2 separate regions of the Drosophila melanogaster genome follow, and region 1 is linked to region 2. A link is a contact called in public HiChIP or PLAC-seq data. All regions are on one chromosome and are shown on one strand. Each heading gives the region's core, a stretch centred on a gene start, on an enhancer-like site or on the middle of the called end of the contact. The rest is flanking DNA. Distances are from core to core; before and after follow the strand shown. Region 1 overlaps Dop2R (Dopamine 2-like receptor). Region 2 overlaps Hers (Histone gene-specific Epigenetic Repressor in late S phase).

What was found. HiChIP or PLAC-seq counts read pairs in DNA pulled down with a chosen protein or histone mark.
Region 1: a contact with region 2 is called in a POLR2A S2P HiChIP or PLAC-seq map of the Kc167 cell line, with 4 times the contacts expected there. The contact joins two enhancer-like sites. A contact is called at or near these places in 5 of 107 Hi-C or Micro-C datasets (the ML-DmBG3-c2 cell line, the S2 cell line and embryo) and 1 of 6 datasets of contacts at active chromatin or transcription factors (the Kc167 cell line).

Annotation. Positions count from the first base shown.
Region 1 is chrX:20,017,962-20,023,345 of dm6, forward strand. The region is part of intron 3 of Dop2R (Dopamine 2-like receptor); the gene reads right to left. Among named protein-coding and RNA genes, the nearest start is that of tRNA:Pro-CGG-1-1, 4.4 kb to the right of the region's middle. Within about 2 kb of position 2,115, at least 3 of the 39 cell types and tissues checked have an H3K27ac peak or open chromatin away from gene starts, as enhancers often do. A contact at or near this core is called in the Kc167 cell line, where this site is marked.
Region 2 is chrX:19,896,812-19,901,878 of dm6, forward strand. Hers (Histone gene-specific Epigenetic Repressor in late S phase) reads left to right here. Exons shown (of 9, transcript NM_001272807.1): 5 at 3,805-4,677; 6 at 5,057-5,067. Among named protein-coding and RNA genes, the nearest start is that of amn, 9.3 kb to the left of the region's middle. Within about 2 kb of position 2,605, at least 36 of the 39 cell types and tissues checked have an H3K27ac peak or open chromatin away from gene starts, as enhancers often do. A contact at or near this core is called in the Kc167 cell line, where this site is marked.

The DNA.
Region 1 (5,384 bases), core at 865-3,364, 120 kb after region 2:
GTGTGTGTGTGTGGACGCGCCCCTTTTTGCCTATTTTATGGCCGCCATTAAAGTTTACTTAGTGGCCGGCCATGCAACCCAGCAGAAATCCCCGAAAAGAGGCGACACCAACCGCAAAACAAGACGTCAAAGGACATCGAGGACCTTGAAAACGGGCGGCAGAGGACTTGTGCGCCATGTGGGAGGTGGTGAGCTGCGTAAAAGTCATCAAATAATTTGTTTATGTTGCCAAATGCTGCACTCGCGACTGCCTGTCGTTTGCGCTTTAATATTTCAAAGTACATAAAGTGCGGAAAATGGGAAATGGAAAATGGACAACGGAGCTGCACGGGTCGCACTGGGATTTGGATGCAGGGCCATCCACTAATTGCATCTCAAAAGAGTCCAAACTGAAAACTCACAATGTTACATCGAGAAAGAATGAATTAGAGTTGGTTCTCTCTTGGCAGTTACTTACTTACTGAATCGACAAATATACGTTCTTCCTTTTGTAACTGTGGGAATGATTTTAAATATTCATTTATTTATCAGAGAACTTTAACAATGCTTTTCACTTTTCGAGAAAGAAAGAAGGAAAGGATATGAAATGTGGCTATTGAATCATACGACTCATTTAGATCTAAATTTCAATACCTGACACTGACACTCATTTCTTTCAGTGTATCGCAGCAGCCATAGATTATTTTGCAGCGCTGGTAATAAAGTTAGCGTAACCTCGACAGTGTCAAAGCCAAGGAGCTGGCGACTATTAAACGAGTTTCGCGTACATTTTCTTATGCCACGCAGCCAGACAATGTTAATTGAACTGGCTGCCGTAATAGACACGCACACACACATAGCCGCGAATACACTGTGGGAGAAGCGGATGAATGTGGGTGAATGTGGGCGAAATTGGGCGAGAGTGGGAGGCACGGGCTTTTAGCCAAGTGGCAGGCACTTGATGCTGTTGCTTCTGGCTCGTTTCTGGGCCCCATGAGAAGCTCAGGGCAATTAATTGACTTATTTATTAAGTTTATTGTCTGCCCGGGTATACGTGTACATGTATGCGTATGTGCTTACGCTTACGTTCCTATCTCTCTCACTTCCTGTGTTGCCGTCTCTTTCGCTTGGCAATGTCGCAACAATTTTAGCGTTTTTGTGCGCCATTTTTAATAGCCTCGGACTTGCCCCCGAAGACCAAGTAGCTCCATACTTGTACACATTATGTGTCGTATATATTCTATATACATATATACATTTATATATGTATGTATATGTGTATATATATACATATATATGGGCTATGTGCACATACGGGTGTGCGTTCGCTGCCTCCTTTGCCTTTTCATGTTTGTTGTTGCAACAAATTAGTTGTCATTAGCGTCGAGGGAAATTCTGTTTTAAGATGACTTTTCCAGCCCCTTGGCGGCATATTTTCGCCTTGGTTATTGGATATTTATATGGCCATCGTGCATGAAAGCGGTAATAAAATACTCTCGCCAGCCGGCAAAGAAGACATCCATCCGTTCGCTGATTGAATCTCGGCTTTTTCCATATTGGAATGGGACTTTCGATGGGGAGGGGGAGGGGGGGGATCCGATTGGGAGTGCCACTGGCATTGGGCCACAGGGTTTTGGGCCAAATCAAAATCTGTGTTAATTATTCAGGCACCGCTGGGTGAGCGGCCAAATGAAAAGGCGACCAGAAACCGAAATCTGCGGTCCGTGGTCTTCAATCCGGCCGGAAGTGCGCGCTTTAACTCGCATGCGTGCCGGAGATGGCAGCCGCCGGGGACCGGCGACAGGAAGATGGGTGGGAGGGTCAGAGGTCGGAGGTCGGAGGTCGCTGCTTCCTAGAGAGGAAGTGAAAGTGGAGAAGATTGCAGGCCATACTTTTTATAGCTGCCATTTAGCCCACCCACTTGTATCCGCCATCCACCATCCGCCGGAGCAGCTGAAAAGTTTCTGCCCTCGGCCGATTTCATGCTGTTAGATTATTTATTTGAATTGATGTGCGGCCTGCGGTTCAGTGCGGTTCGCTGCCTGACAAGGATTTATAAGGATACACTGCGATGCGCACACACAACCGCACACACATGTAACCAGCAGCCAAGTGCTGAGAACAAAGCGTTGCCTGCTTTCGGGCGCATTCAAGTTGGCTTAGTCAACAAATTGTTTCTGCAGCCCAAGAAGGCTGACTGGGGGTCACTGCAGACTGCAGGATTCGCAAAAGCCACCAACTAGGGATGGACATGGCAAAACGTTATCCTTTTAAGACGCGATAGTAGTAGCTATGGCTTCATAAGCATTTCTCCAACTTTATGTGCCGCTCCATAAATGTTTTTCAGCTATTTGTTTACCTCGATGAAGTAATCTTGTTTTTCTAATAAAAAAGTTTGTTTTTTTTTATGGTATTTTCTTAAGAATTTTTGCTATTATTAAAAGAATTTTCCAAATATGATAAGATATTCTTTTGATTGAATTGAGAGTACTCAGTACCTAAGCTGCACCCTTTCACTTCATAAATGGTTCTATATATTTCCTATTTCCTAGCATTAGGTGCGATATTTGTTGCCGATATGTGAAGGCATTCACAGCATCTTCTTCTTTTATCCTCTGACATCCCTAAGTTCAATTTTTCGGGTGTTTACTGGTGGCTTTCGCCGCAGTCCGTTTGCTTAGCCACTTGCCGGCATTTTAGCCGCATCGTCGTGGAGCACTCTCCCCTCAAGTGGCTGGCCGGAGTGCAGGGAAAAGGCTTTCGAGTCTTGGCAGTGGCCCAAATGAGTGAAGGATCCCAGATGACAGGACATGCAGGTCCTTACACTCGGGGGCCAGTAATGAACCGAATGGACCCAACGTCACCTCCTCCGATGAGCGGCACTTAAGCCGGGCCAAGCATTTGCCTGCAACCTTTTAAATGGCCATTAAAATTAAAAAACTTTACGCCCCCACTCAGCTCGACTCCTCATCCGGATTGCCACCCATTTGCTTCATTCCTACTGCAACTCTTGCTCCTCTGGCTCCACTTCACATTGGTCCTTCCTTATTTGCCTGGCCTGTCCTGGAACAAGTTGCGGAAAACTCTTTTTATTGCCTGCCACATGGAAACAGTTTTTTGTGTAGTTTGGCAGTTTCTGGCCCCGGGTGGCCATGATGCCAGGTTGCCAGGCAGCCAGGCAGCCAGGTAGCCAGTTTTCCAGGTGGACAGGTGGGCAGGATAGTGGCAGGACCACGCCCACTACAAGCTTGTTTACAGTTTTATTTTGCTGCTGCCGGAGTAGTCATAAATGCTCCCTCCATCTGCAGCACATTCCGGAAAATTGCGAAAATCATTGCGGGCGAGTTTAAAGTTACAGGGCTCGGAAAACTTTTCGCCGACACCTACGGGACCACCCAGCATCCTGTTGTTTTGGCCAGAACTCAAAGCGAAGTCCCATTCGATCCAATTATCAAAGGCATGCATAATAAAAGGGGTTGACGACACTTGGCCGTGTCAGTGGCACTGCCGCAACTGTATTTCAAATTTTTTAGCCACGCACAAAATATGATTACACAGGATAACAGAATGGAAATTGGTAAAATGACCAGGTTTTATGCGTTGAGAACTATGTTTACACATATGGGCCAACTGCATTCTTGGCTTTTGTGTTGCTAACGTGTGTGGTTTTTGGTAGAACACGTTTCCGAGAGAATCACACGTGTCGCATGTTTATGCAATTTGAATAAAAACTGTGGTTTAAGTGGCCAGAGGTTTTTCCACAGCAGCATGCACAAACATTTTACCGACCGTGGTAACTATGTAGATAGTGCGTATGTGAAATGCGACTTGCATTATCCCATTTAAGCGGCGCTCCTCTTTTTGGGGCTGAAATGTCTATCTAATGGAATGTTGGCTTTTAAAGCGTTACAAGAACGGAATAAATACTTCAATAGTCTTTAGGTCTATTTTAGGTAAAGGTGTCTCTTTCTGATTTTTCCTAGCCATCGAGATATATCTTTTTAAAGAAGAATTGGCCAAAAAGTCCTTCGGAAAATAGGTCTGTATCAGCATAATTTGGTGCCGAAATCACTGTCAACGAGTGCCATTTTCATCGGCAAGGCCACTCCGTTTTCCTAAGCGGCTCTTTCTGGGTCAAAGGCTGATTAAGTACCGTTATCGTTGCCGCATATCCGGATGCCAGATACTTTTCCGCTCTTCACTCTGCCAGAGAGCCAGTGGCAGACATTTGGCAGAACTCGCTGCGAGTCCTTTGGCCCCTTCGCAGTGGCTCCCATTCCTTTGGCCTGCGCTTCAAGTGGCTCAAGTGGCCCAGTGTGTGTGTGTGTGTGTGTGTTAGTGTGCGTAAGTCTGTGATTGTGAGCGTACATTAATCAGATTATTTATTTTTGCCATGAACTTATGGCAATTTCTGTTGCCTCTTTACGGCCCCCATCAAGTGTGGGCTATGCGCAAGGACAAGGGCAGTGCAGACCTGAACGATTGACAATTGCCATTAAAGGCTGTTTTCAGAGCACTTTACGTCGCTCATACGCTCCGTGGGCCGAAAGGAAATACACATTTTCCCAGCAGCTCGCAAGTGAGTGCGCCTGCACATGAGGCAGCCTAGATAACAATCCGTACAAACAAGTTCTACGATCTTCAATTGAACTCTCGATTCTTAGGGGGCATATGTAAATATTAAAATTTCTTTTAAGATTATGCAACATTTTTCGTTCGATTTTCTAAATTGTGTATAATGAATTTGTGTTAGCATTTTGGATGCTCTGTTTGCTAGCTCTACGCAGGTGAGTGAATGTTGAGCTTGCCTAGGAGAGCGATAAACCCTGATTAAAGCATTTCATTCATTACATTTGCTCGCCGAAATGCTGTGTGTTATTTTCTGGCCATCCGCCGATCCCCCTAATCCCGCCCATCCTTTTCCATTTCTGGAAAAGTCATCACGAAAACATTGGACAAGCTGCATAGAGAAGCAATTAACAACGAAGCCAAAACATTCAGAGCGAGCAGGGAATGGCAATGGAGCAAAGGAGCATTAGAGAAGGAATCGGAGATATCCCGTACCCGTTCCCAGACGAAAAGCAAACACAGCTCTGATAAGATTAGTGCCCCGAACATGAGGCAAGCTCTCCGACGAGGGCTTTGTTGGCTTGCTTGGATCCTACACTGAGAAAAATGCTCCATTAGTGCAAATTTTGCACATCGCGTATTAAACCAAACATCCTTAACGGACTTGTGAATTTTCGGAGGACACCCATTGTGGACGTAAAGAACCGAGTTGATCACCATTTCCGGTGATATTTTCTTTCAGTTAGCGAGACCCTCCGCTCCTGCTCATGCTCCTGCGCTCCGTGCAGCTTCCCGGCTGCCCCATTCAGTCCAGGTTCAGTGTGCACGCTTTTACA
Region 2 (5,067 bases), core at 1,355-3,854:
TTTAATTCGCAATCGAGCTGTTCTTCGTCATGTTCGCGATAACCATTCTCTTTTGACCCGCATTGTGGAGCATTGAATCCAAGGCCTTCCTTCACTAAGCACCGTTGATCCAGAAGAATCTGAAATCGGTGCCAGCGAAAGGCTTTCATTTCGCTTATCGGCTTTCTACTGTTTGTTTCCTCGTGGCGTCTTTTAATTGAAAATGTGTGAAAAGTAGAAACCACTGGCAAAGTGTTACCAAAAAAAATTCAGTTTTCTGAAGAGGTAGAATCTTAGAGTGCTATTCGTTCGTATTGCATTAAAAGTCAGTCGCATTTCGCGCTATAAATGTCGTCCTTGCATTGGGGGCACACTTAACTCGATTAAATTTGCCATCTGAAAGGGGTTATGGAAATTGGAAATATGGAAACAAAATTGTTTTATATTGGTCGTGTTTTACTTAACTGCCTTTTAATGCAGCCACCCATTCGGCCACCTTTTCCATTATACCGGCATGAAAAACACAAGCGAGGCACGGATATACATACATACATATATGTATGTACATATAGCTATTGAATGCCGATTATGTATTTAATAAATATGCTCAGATATTTAATTTCAACAGACAATTGGAAATACGAATGTACAGCTTAACATTAATTTGAATTGTACTTAGGTTTAGTCACACATAAGATAGGACGCAAAATGCATATCTTACTGGAATTGTTAAAATATATCATTAGTCGAGGTTCTAATCAGCTGTCAATAGCTGTATATCACCGTATCCCTTTGTCGTTCGTCTGGCTGTGTATGTGTGCGTGTGACTGTGTGTGTGTGTAGGTCAAGTGCAGGCGTTGACAAATTGTCGTCGGTGTTTGCGTGCTGTCTTGCACAATCCTGTTTGCATTTGACAGGCGATGGCATAAAATAACAATAATGATGACAGCACCTGGCCTGCACTCGAGCGCCATCTATCCCATTTCCATTTGCCTGCTCTCTGCACAGTCTGCCCCCCTTCGAACGGACAGTGAAGAGCAGAACCACTCATACATTGCCATCAACGTGTTCCAAAGGCCAGTGTTGACACTATATTAGATAGGAAAATTGCTTATGGCATCGTTTAAACTTTTAAAGTGTATCTTCAGTTTTTATTAAGGCATACGTAGGTATCGACAAAGACAACTTATTTCATTCTAAGTTCTACCTCTTAGACAATAATGACATATTTTACTATTCTTTTTTTTTTTTGCTGAAAATCGTATTAAAAGAATTAGGATCACATTAAAATGCCGAAAATAATGATTAACGACACAAGTACGACACAACTAGCTATAAACTAGCTAGCTTCTCAGCACAACTTATTGTGCGTGACGTCAGCGTTCTACGTGCTGCGTGCTACGTGCCGATGTCCCTGTCTCTCTTTCTCGCTCTGCCTGCGTCTCTGCCGGCGTCGATTTTCACACGCTTCAACTTCGGAGGCTATTGTTATTGTTTTTACTGCTCTCGGGCATTCGGGTTCGTTCGTCACTGGTCGTTTGGCTTTCTGGCTTTCTCGAAAAGAAGGTGCGAGAAATTGCGTTAGGAACTTGGGAGTCGGGAGGATCCACAGAGCGGGTATCTGCTATCATTAGTTGCATTTTTATTTGGTAACGAAACACACGCGCTATTAAAACTTTGGCCTTGGCGACCTGATGTACCTCCACTCTTGTACCTTAGATCTTTTTTCCCAGCACATTTTTAGAACCCCTGTTTACCAAAACAAATTTTAACGTAACACTTCTTGAAACAAAAATAATAATAAAAAAAAATCGCGGCGGATATAATGTATAAAATAAAATAAAAACAAATCCAAATAATAACGGCTTGAAAAGTGAAACGGACAACAAAGTTATGGAGTTCAAATACAAACTTCCACCGCAAAACTATTGTAATAACTTTAACAATTTGCATAGTATGTTAAATAAGCAAAATGAAGAAATTCGAAAAATGTTGCCAACAGAATTAGTTAAGCACGCGTTTAAAATGAGCTTTTCATAGCTGTCCGGAAATACCGATTGCCGCGTTTACCAACACTGCGTATCACTGATCATAAATAACGAACTGTGATCAAAAAACAATAGATTCGTGAAACAAACTCAAAGTGATGAAAGTGCGCCAGTAAAAAGTGTTTGTGTTCGAATGCTCAATAGCTTTTCTTGATTTACCTTTGTGATTGCAGCCCGTCAAATGAAGAATTCGAATAGAATAAAATAACTGAAGGGAAAAACGGAAGTAAAAAGGGAAAAACGCCTTGGAAAAGCGGGCGCCTTGGACAAACTGTAACTGAACCAAGCGAGAGAAATATTTAAAACAAGAGTTGCCTTAACAATAGAACTTCCTTGTTGACTTACATATACATATATACAAAAACATATACAGTGTACATATATACAAGAATATTATATACAAAAGGAACAACTAAGAGAGAAGAAGCAAAACCACAAAACAAATATCACGGAAAGCAGGAGCATACAAGTCAGAAATATATTTATTTTTTATACGAGTGACGAAAAGAGGAACCACTTGGAATCGCAATTCGAAAATGCGCCTAAAAGAGACCACAAAAAAGTCGACGCCATCAGCAACAACATCCGCTCACAGTCATAAAACGGTACCGCCCTCCGGCGGTTTGCTGAGTACGCTCCACATATCGCCGTCACTGCATCAGTTGCCGCTCTCCGTGCAGCTTCAGCACCAGTTGCACCACCAGCAGCAGCAACAACAGCAGCAGCCGCTGCAGCACCCCTTGCCACATCAGCCACATCAGCTGCAGCACTTGCTGCACTTGCAGCACCAGCAGCAGCAACAGCAGCAACACCAGCAACGCTGCTCCAGCGTGGGCAGCACCAGCAGCAGCGGCACCTGTGAAACCGACCGCTCCTACCAGTCCGCCGGCTCCTGCTCATCGGCGCTTTCGCCCGCCGGCGGCATCGGTGGCATTGGCGGCATTATGCCCGGCCTGGCCGGGGCGACGGGCGACGCACTGGGTCCAGCTGGAGCTGTAGCGGGATCGCCGGGCGACGAGGCCTCCGCCGCCGCTGCACTGGCGGCCAATATTGCCGAGTCTTTCACGTTCCTGCAGCAGCATGCGGCGCATCATTTTCGCGACATTTTGTATGCGGCCCACATGCTGGGAAGAGGTAAAGGAGTCACCAACACCACCACCACCACTGCCGTCACTGGTGGGCGGGAGAAGGCGGGGAAGATGCAGCATGTACACGTATCTTTTAGGGGGGTTTCGTTGCACGACCTGCTGCTGTGGGCAGCAGCAAACTGGAGCCGCTCAACTGGTTTCGCTAGCTTTTTTTATTTTCAATTTTTTCGGCCAGGCCAACTTTCACTTTATGCATTGCTGCCGCACTTCACTTCACGTCGGCTCGAATTGCACTTGCCTGCCTCCCCGCTCAGAAAAAAGATCCTGAATGGCAAATAGTATTTTACAATCCGGGGGTATCCTTCTTGCACCCTAAATTTTCTATGGCTTCCAGTTGAAGTGCAATCGATAAAAGGATCGTCCTAAACACCTTATTAACTCATTTATGCTGGGAGATTCCTAGTGGGTTAAACTGGAATCCAGCTATTTAATATCGCAAATTTGATCTAATTCGTGATTCGTGATTGGTATCGTCCCCAGCAATAGTTATAAATCAATTATCAAAAGCATGGACTATTTGAATAACCAAAACTTCATCTAATCAGTTCGCAAATAACGATAGTGTAAATTGCACTGAAAATTATTAAACCATTTCACTAATGTCGTACTATCCTTTACTTCCATTGCAGGTTACTATCAGCCGGCTGGACCGCTGATATCGCCGCATGTGATCGCCGCACCTCCGCCGCCTGCGCAAGTGAAGAAGCTGCAGGAGGAGGACGGTCCCGTTTCAGCCGCCGGTTCGCCCACGCAGCTGCAACAGCAACAGGCGGCCGCTGAAGCCGCCGCCGCCGCCGCCGATCAGGCGGCAGCCCAATCCCAGTCACAGTCGCAGGGCCAATCGCACGGTCACGCCCATAGCCACGCCCACAATCCGCAACAGGCGCAGCATCCGCCGCAACCACAGCCGTATCCGGCCGGCGCCGTGGCGGCCGCAGCAGCGGCAGCCGCCGCCCACCAGGGTGTGCCCTACTCCCGCTCGATGCACGCGGCCCAGATGCACTACTCGACCGGCTATCCGCCCAACTACTACGCTCCATATCCGGGCGAGGTCATGTGCTACTCGCCGCCCACCTACCCGCCCTACTTTTCGAGCAAGGTCTATCAGCCGTCGCATCCCGCTCATCCCGCCGCTCATCCGCAGGGTCCGCCGCCGCCGGGCGCCTATCGCCGTTACCCCTACTATCAACACGCGGGTCCGCCGCCGCCGCACGAGCTCTACGAACAGCAACCGCCCCCGCCGCCCGTCTCATCCGGATCGGTGTCCGGGCCGGCGCAGCAGCAGCCGCCCACTAGCAGCCCAGCATCTGTTGGCGCAGCCGGAGCAGGAACAGCGGGAGCACCATCTGGCAGCCAGTTGGTACCGGCCCATCAGCAACAGCACCAGCAGCAGCACTTGGAGCACTATCCGGGACCGCCTAGCTACTACGCCGGATACAGTCCCGGCGGAGGAGCATCCGCCGGTCAGTGCTACACGCGTGGACTGCAAGGACCGTATATGGGTAAGGAAAAGTATGGTCCAGTCCCGGATGCATGACAGCCACTGCGAAGAGTTGCCAACAAAGCTAGCCAAGATGCGATGGGTCTGTAGCGGTGCAAATTGTAATGCAGGATATCAAACGTAAATTCAATACTGGATTATCCTGAAACACACACAACACAGAATGGTTAAAGAGTCTTTAATAATGTAAAATACTAGTAGAAATAGAGTGAATAAGTTAAGGTCTAGTTTTCAATACTCAAACGAACAACATTTTTTTTTTTTGTTTTTAACTTTAAACTGAAGATTAGATTTCGGATAATATCAAAGACTTCTAGTTGGCAACACTTCTTAGTATGTGCGCACACGTTTTAATATCGATCCAATTTTGTTCTTCGCAGAATATCCACCG